2 separate regions of the Mus musculus genome follow, and region 1 is linked to region 2. A link is a contact called in public HiChIP or PLAC-seq data. All regions are on one chromosome and are shown on one strand. Each heading gives the region's core, a stretch centred on a gene start, on an enhancer-like site or on the middle of the called end of the contact. The rest is flanking DNA. Distances are from core to core; before and after follow the strand shown.

Region 1 (3,410 bases), core at 112-2,611, 190 kb after region 2:
GAGTTGCTTTCTTCAGAGGTAACCATGGCAACGCCTTTGTTTCGGAAGCCTGGCCCGCCTCCCTCTGTCTCTCTCTTTAGGAGCTGAGCGTGCAGGGGGCTCTTTTCCAGTCCCAGCACGTCTCTCCTGCGCCAGTGAGAAGGGGCCACCAGAAAGCCAGGCTGTCCCTGGGGTGGGAGCTAGAGAGGCAGACAGGGTCTGCTGGGCCACTCCGTGTTTGCAGAGGACTTGAGTATCTGCAGAGTGGGCCACAGAGGCGGGGGGGGGGGGGGACGGGACACGACACGGACCTGTGTGTGAGTGTGAGCACCACCTTACTGGAGGAAGAAGTGTGGCCTTGGAGAAGAATCCTTCATTATGTGCTGAAGAAGGTTCATGGGGGGCATTTAGAACCCCTTTGCTAAAGCCTCAGACTGGCTTAGCAAAAAACCCAAGTAATTACTCAAGTAACTGGAAAGCCTTGGACTGATGTCAGGTGCAGCTGGCCCTGGATGACCTGGGGGACTTGGTTCCTCCTTGGTTTCCTGCTTTCAAACGACCTATAGCGGCCCTCACCTCACTTGCTTCTGGGTAGGTTTGTGAAAGACAAGAGACATCTAACTTGCTTCCCTCAGGTTTGACACTGAGCTGAACCTCCTGGCTAGGATCGGACCACAAGTCCCATACCTTTGCAATTCCTGTGCCCTGCAAAGTCCTATGCAAGTCAGTAGCCATCTTGATTCATGTCACTTCACCTTTCTCAAACCAGACCCCACATTCCAATGTGATGAGGAGGCTGGGGAACCCTGGCTACAGAGAAAACTGAGTGTTCAGAGAGGTCAGATAGCTTTTCTGAGGCCAAACAGGCTGCAGGCGTGTCCCCAGAGATTCTGAGTTTAACCAGGAGCCACTGCAGACCACAGGGCGCCTAAGGGTGTTAAACAGGATGAACCGGCCAGGGAGGCCACTGGAGGGGTAAACTGGCCCCAGGGTATGTTAAGTCACGATTGGCGCGCAAAGGCCGGCGGCCACATTTGCCATTTGTTCATACCCCAGCAACCGTGAGAAGCGTCTGCGGGGTCGGGAGCCAAAGGGTGGGTCTAGCCCAGCGCCAGCCTGGGATCGTTCACGCCCAGCCACCTGACTCACTGTTTGTAAACTAGCCTCTCCCAAGGTCACTCCCCTTCCTCCTGCCTCCCCTTCCTTCTAGCTCCAGTATCTGCATAAACCCACCTTCTCCAAGGGGTGATTGGCTGGGCGCGCCGCCACTCCCCCGTGTGAGCCGGATTATGATAGGGCCGAGGGAGAAGCTGTCCGGAGAACGTGATCGGCATGGTTCCGCCCCCGGCGCGGCCTGCGGGCCGAGCGTTGATTGGCCAGGCGGCGGCTGACGGACGGCGCGGGGCGCGGCGAGCGGCGAGCAGCACGGCGGGCTGTAGGTCGGAGAGGCGCGGGCCGCACTTCCGCTTGGGTGTCAGAGGGTTGCCGGCTGCGGTCGGGGGCGGGGCGGCCGTGGGGTCGGCGACTCCGCGGGGACCGCGTTCGGGTGAGTGGGCTGCAGCGGGGCGGGCGCGCGGGGACGGGTCTCGGGGAGGCCCATTTGCCACCTAGGCCGCGGCTGGGCTCGGGCTGGAGAGTCGCGGCGCTAGGCCGCCGGGAGTGTGGACGACCGCGGGAGGGACGGGGCCCCGTGGGGCTCCAGCGAGGTCCGCGGTCGCACGCGAGGGACTCCGGCGTTCTCCCTTTGCTGGGCGAGCCGCGCATCCCCTCGGGGCGCGCGGGGAACTTGGTGCCCGCGTGGCCTCAGGTCCGAGGGCCTATGTCTCCACAGCAGAGTCGGAGCGCGCCTTCAGACCTGCACCAGCGAGGCAGCCAGGGCTGTCCGCGCTGAGTGCGGTTGGTGGGCCCCGCGTGGAGGCGGAGGCACCGGCGGCGGCGCTCTGTCCCCCTTGCTCCTCCGAGACGCTGCGGCCGAGTGGGGCGCCTCAGTCTTGAGAGTTGGACAAGCTTTTGAGTTATGTTCTTGTGGGTCGGCCTTTGCACATCTGGATCAGTGGTTCTGTGGGGCTCTGCACACACTCGGAGGAGGCCTTCGTGTAGGCTAGGCTCCATATTGTCAGAGATGTTGATGGGACAGCTCCTGAGTGGGAGCCTCAGGGATGGGGAACTGCTGACCCTTTCTGCAGAGAGCCTGGACCCTGCTAACTGTCACCTGTCATCTCTCCCACCTTCACTTCTTGCTTGTGGCATGTGACATCTGGTGTACCAGTAAGAGATACATATGGGTCAGTCGTCTGCAGTGGGCTCTGACAAGCAACAGGTGCTCCAAAGTGTTAGTTCACTGATGTGAGTAAGGAAACAGGAACATTTGAGTGGACACATTGTCCGTCGCCTCCCATTGCCTCTGATGGTGCCAACTAAAGGGTGACAATGAGGAAATGGGTGGCTGCATGTCCTCCATAGAATCTACCTTCCTGTTTGCCCCAGGTACTGTCTGGTAATAACAACTCTTATCTCAGGGGACGCTAATTTTGAGCAATTATTTGCTCTAGATCATTAGAAGCATGAGTCTTACAGCAGTCACTAACATTACCTTTATTCCCAAGGAAAAGAGAGCTCAAGTAGCTTACTTCAGAGCACCTAGTAGCAAATTAAGTAACAAAGGTACCGAAACCCAGACTTCCTTTTTCTCTCTCTCTTTTTTTTTTTTTTTTTTTTTTTGTTGTTGGTAAGGATGAGCATGGCCTTATGCCCGTTGAGATAAGAAAGCAGCCTCTTTATCCCCAGCTTTACTTTTTGATATTGTAATATAATTACATCATTTCCTCCAATCCCCTAGTAGTTCCTCTGCTCTCTTCTGTGGCCTCTACTTTTTGGATTATTGTTACATATGTATATGTGTGTATGTATTATGTATCCTTAAATGCATGAGTTGTACCTGCTCAGTTTGTGTAATGTTACTTGTACTTATATGCTTCCAGGGCTGATCATTTAGTATTGGATACCAGTTTGTGTGTTCTTTACACTCATTTTGTTACTTTTGAGGAGGATCTGATGTAACTGGGTAGGCTCAAATGTAATTGAGCATGACCTTGAATTTCTGGTCCTCCGTGTTCTGGATTACAGGTATGCATCATAGCCCTGGTGAGTTCATATTCTTTTTGTTGTTTTGTTTTTGAGACAGGGTTCCACTGTGTAACACTGGCTGGCCTGAAACTTGATTTTGTAGATCATACTGACCTCCAACTCAACGATCTGCCTGCCTCTGCCTTCTACTTGGTGGACATTTGAGGCCAGCCTGGTCTACATAATGAGTTCCAGGATAGCCAGGGCTACATAGAGCAACCCTGACTTGAAAAGCAAAAAACAAACAAAAAAATGCTAAGTGAAAAAAATTTTTTTCTGCTTTGACACAGGACCTTACTCTGTAG
Region 2 (3,017 bases), core at 135-2,634:
CATATATATGTATGTATTATATGTATATATGTATGCTTGGCATATATATGTGCCATATATACACATGTGTGTTATATGTATATGTCTCATACATACATGTGCCAAATATGTGTATATGTGTCATATATATATACATACACGTGTTGTATGTATGTATATTTGCCGTGTGCGTGTGTGTGTGTGTGTGTGTGTGTGTGTGTGTGTGTGCATGCATGCTCGTGCCCGCCTCTCCCCTTGTGGCTTTCTAACTGAAATCTCAAAGGATACAATAACTTACAACAAGGTTTAAAGATAAAAGTTTAAACTGTATGTAGCTAACACTTAAATCCTAAGTTTGTTTTTTTAAGGTTTAGTTGCATTCCTCATGCATGTTCTGGCCTATATTTCTCTAAACTCTTTTGGGGGATGGGGGGAGGGGGACAGACAAGGTTTCTCTGTGTAGCCTTGGCTGTCCTGGAACTCACTCTGAAGACCAGGCTGCCCTTGAGTGCTGGGATTAAAGGTGTGCACCACCACTCCCAGCTCCCTCCAACTGTTAAAGTACAAGAATGACTCCTGAGAGGGACTAAGAGTAAGCAAATATATGCTATATATTTAAAGTTTCACCTAGGAGACTGAAGCAGGAGAATTTCTGGAGCCCATGAGTTTAGGGCAAGGGTAACACAGTGAGGCTGCCTTGGGGGGGGGGGGGGTTATCATCTAAAGGCCTTACTTATGTCTGGTGGAAAGAGCTAATACAGAATTACACATCAGCAGAAACTCTATCATGACCAGGCCTTGAAATGGGAAGAGCCTCAGAGGCGGTGTCACACCATAGGCAGCATGATTGGGCCTTGGAGAGAGAGAACACCTTCCCTTCAAACCCCACGAACAAAGCAGCTTCCTGTTTTTTTATAGGCTTTTAGAGGGTGGGAACAACATTCATACCACACGATCTATACTAACTCTAGGAAAAACAGGGCAACAGGGAGAGAAGGAGGGAAGCCAGAGGAAAGGGGAGAGGGAGAGAGGAGGGCTGAGATCATGCAGACCACTGCACAAGGTGTGAGAGGGTCTGAGCCGCAGGGGCCTGGCTGCCTGCCTGCCCACCCAGGGAGGGAGACAGGCAGCTAGAAGGTCTAGCTAGAAGTATCTAATAGATACTAACCATGTAATGTATACAATTCAGGGAATTTAAAAATCACGTTGACAAGGGTAATGGCTTGCACAAACCTCATAAATGAAGTCACTGAGCAATGTGCGTAAATTAATTTTATCACAACGATTAAATGAAATCAAGTAGCAGTCCCACAACTGGCCATTTCCGGGACAAGCCAGTCCTGGGTGGCAGCAGCCGGGGCCTCACCTGGCTGCAGCTGGTTCAGTTGGATCTGCTGTGGTGTGGTGAGCATGATCCGGTTGTGAGGCTGCCGCAATGCGACCATGGGTGTCTGCGTCAAGGTCACCTGCGGGGGCCGGATCAAGGCTCCAGGCTTCGGGGGCTGCTGGATCACCTGGGGCACAGCCAGCATAGTGCATGAGCACACACATCCTAGGGGCCACCGCACTGACCCATGAAGCCAGCTATTTGCTTCATTGGCGCTACCCCAACCTTGCCCTGCCAGAAGCTCCAGGAAGTCCAGATGTACACCTCATTCCACATCTAAAAAAGCCTGGCCCAACAAGTCTCCAACAAGCCTCTGCACACAGCTTCAAAAGATTTAGACAAAGACAGAATGGTGCCACACCAGGCCACAATACAGCAGAGCAAGTACACGGAGCACATGAAACTCAGGACCCCACACATAGCCTAGAGGGCAGCAGCAAAACAAAGTTTACCGAGCTCAGGCCCCACAAGGAACATGGATTTCCCAGCCTGTCAGCAGACTGACACTGTTACCTGATGGACATACGTCAAATGACTTATTTCTATTCTAAATTCTGTTTAAGGTCAGATTATTTTTCTACTGGAGTGAAGATGGCTCTCCAAGTCCTACCCTGAACTTGGTTCTCTGTCCAAACACAGCCTGTCCACCTCAGAACCATGCATAGCCCAAGGGTGGTTGGTCCACACTGCAGGGCCTGCTCAGCTCTGCTGTCCTGCGTACAGCCTTGGCCCACAGGAAGCTCCCTGATGGCCCGACCATAAATCTCTGAGCTAAGAGCTTCCCTGGAAGAATTCTAGTTTATATAAAGGAGCCTTTTTGTGTGGCTGGTGGTGTACACAGTATCACAGTGTCTGCAGGGTTCTGAAACCCTTCTAGGATTTGAACTCCAACTCTGCTTTAAAAAAAAATGGTGGCTGTGTTTTCATTGAGCAACACATGTAACAGGACACTTGTAAAGGGCTGAGGTTGAGGCCTGCACCAGAACTGTTTTTGCAACAGAACACGGTGCTCACACCAGACAAGATGGGCAAGCCCACAGCAACTCAGGCCAGGGCTTTACACTGAGAAGCCATTAAATGGAGATACAGAAAAGTGGCTCACTTCCATGGGTTCTGAGATCCCCTGGCCTCAGGCCCAAGTTTGCATGAAGTTGACCTATCTGCCTCAGCTGTACACAAAGGTATAAGCAGAGACTGGGGTATAAGAGGGGGGTCAAGACAGCACACAGCAGTGACCAGGTGGCTGAACACACCATGTTCCCATATGTGAAAAGAAAAGTCACTGTTCTAGTATAACATGTGACACCGATTAAACAGCCTGACGGAGTAACTGATGGAAGAGGGTTATTTGGCTTACAATTCCTGGTCACAGTTTATCCCTGCAGGGAAGTCACAGAGGCAACAACTGAGACTAGTCACAGCACATCTACAGTCAAGAGAAACAAATGTAGCCATGTTGCCTGTCTGTGCCCTTCTGTGCAGTTAGCTTTCTGTGCCACCAACAATCAGGGTTAAGTCTTCCTACATCAGTCAAAAATCCAAGACATTCCCCACAGGCACACCTACATGCCATTCTGATCTAGATAATTTCTCATTAAGAACGCTCTTCCCAGATGATTCTACGTTATTCCAAATTGACAGTTAAAACCAA

Evidence for each region. HiChIP or PLAC-seq counts read pairs in DNA pulled down with a chosen protein or histone mark.
Region 1: an H3K27ac HiChIP or PLAC-seq map of embryonic stem cells shows a contact between it and region 2, with 5 read pairs. The contact joins the promoter of Osbpl2 here to the enhancer-like site in region 2. A contact is called at or near these places in 12 of 39 promoter capture datasets (the 3T3-L1 cell line, the C10 cell line, the HPC-7 cell line and 5 more), 3 of 15 datasets of contacts at CTCF or cohesin (embryonic stem cells, large pre-B cells and pro-B cells), 20 of 484 Hi-C or Micro-C datasets (the Ba/F3 cell line, CD4 T cells, CD8 T cells and 12 more), 14 of 115 datasets of contacts at active chromatin or transcription factors (the 230-238 cell line, the SCID.adh cell line, T-cell acute lymphoblastic leukemia and 7 more) and 4 of 9 other capture datasets (adipose tissue, embryonic stem cells, liver and 1 more).

Annotation. Positions count from the first base shown.
Region 1 is chr2:180,117,945-180,121,354 of GRCm38.p6, forward strand. It overlaps Osbpl2 (oxysterol binding protein-like 2), which reads left to right and starts at 1,362. Exons shown (of 14, transcript NM_144500.4): 1 at 1,362-1,525.
Region 2 is chr2:179,927,932-179,930,948 of GRCm38.p6, forward strand. Taf4 (TATA-box binding protein associated factor 4) reads right to left here. Exons shown (of 15, transcript NM_001081092.1): 8 at 1,346-1,493. Among named protein-coding and RNA genes, the nearest start is that of Taf4, 47 kb to the right of the region's middle. Within about 2 kb of position 1,385, at least 13 of the 459 cell types and tissues checked have an H3K27ac peak or open chromatin away from gene starts, as enhancers often do. A contact at or near this core is called in the HPC-7 cell line, acute myeloid leukemia and embryonic stem cells, where this site is marked.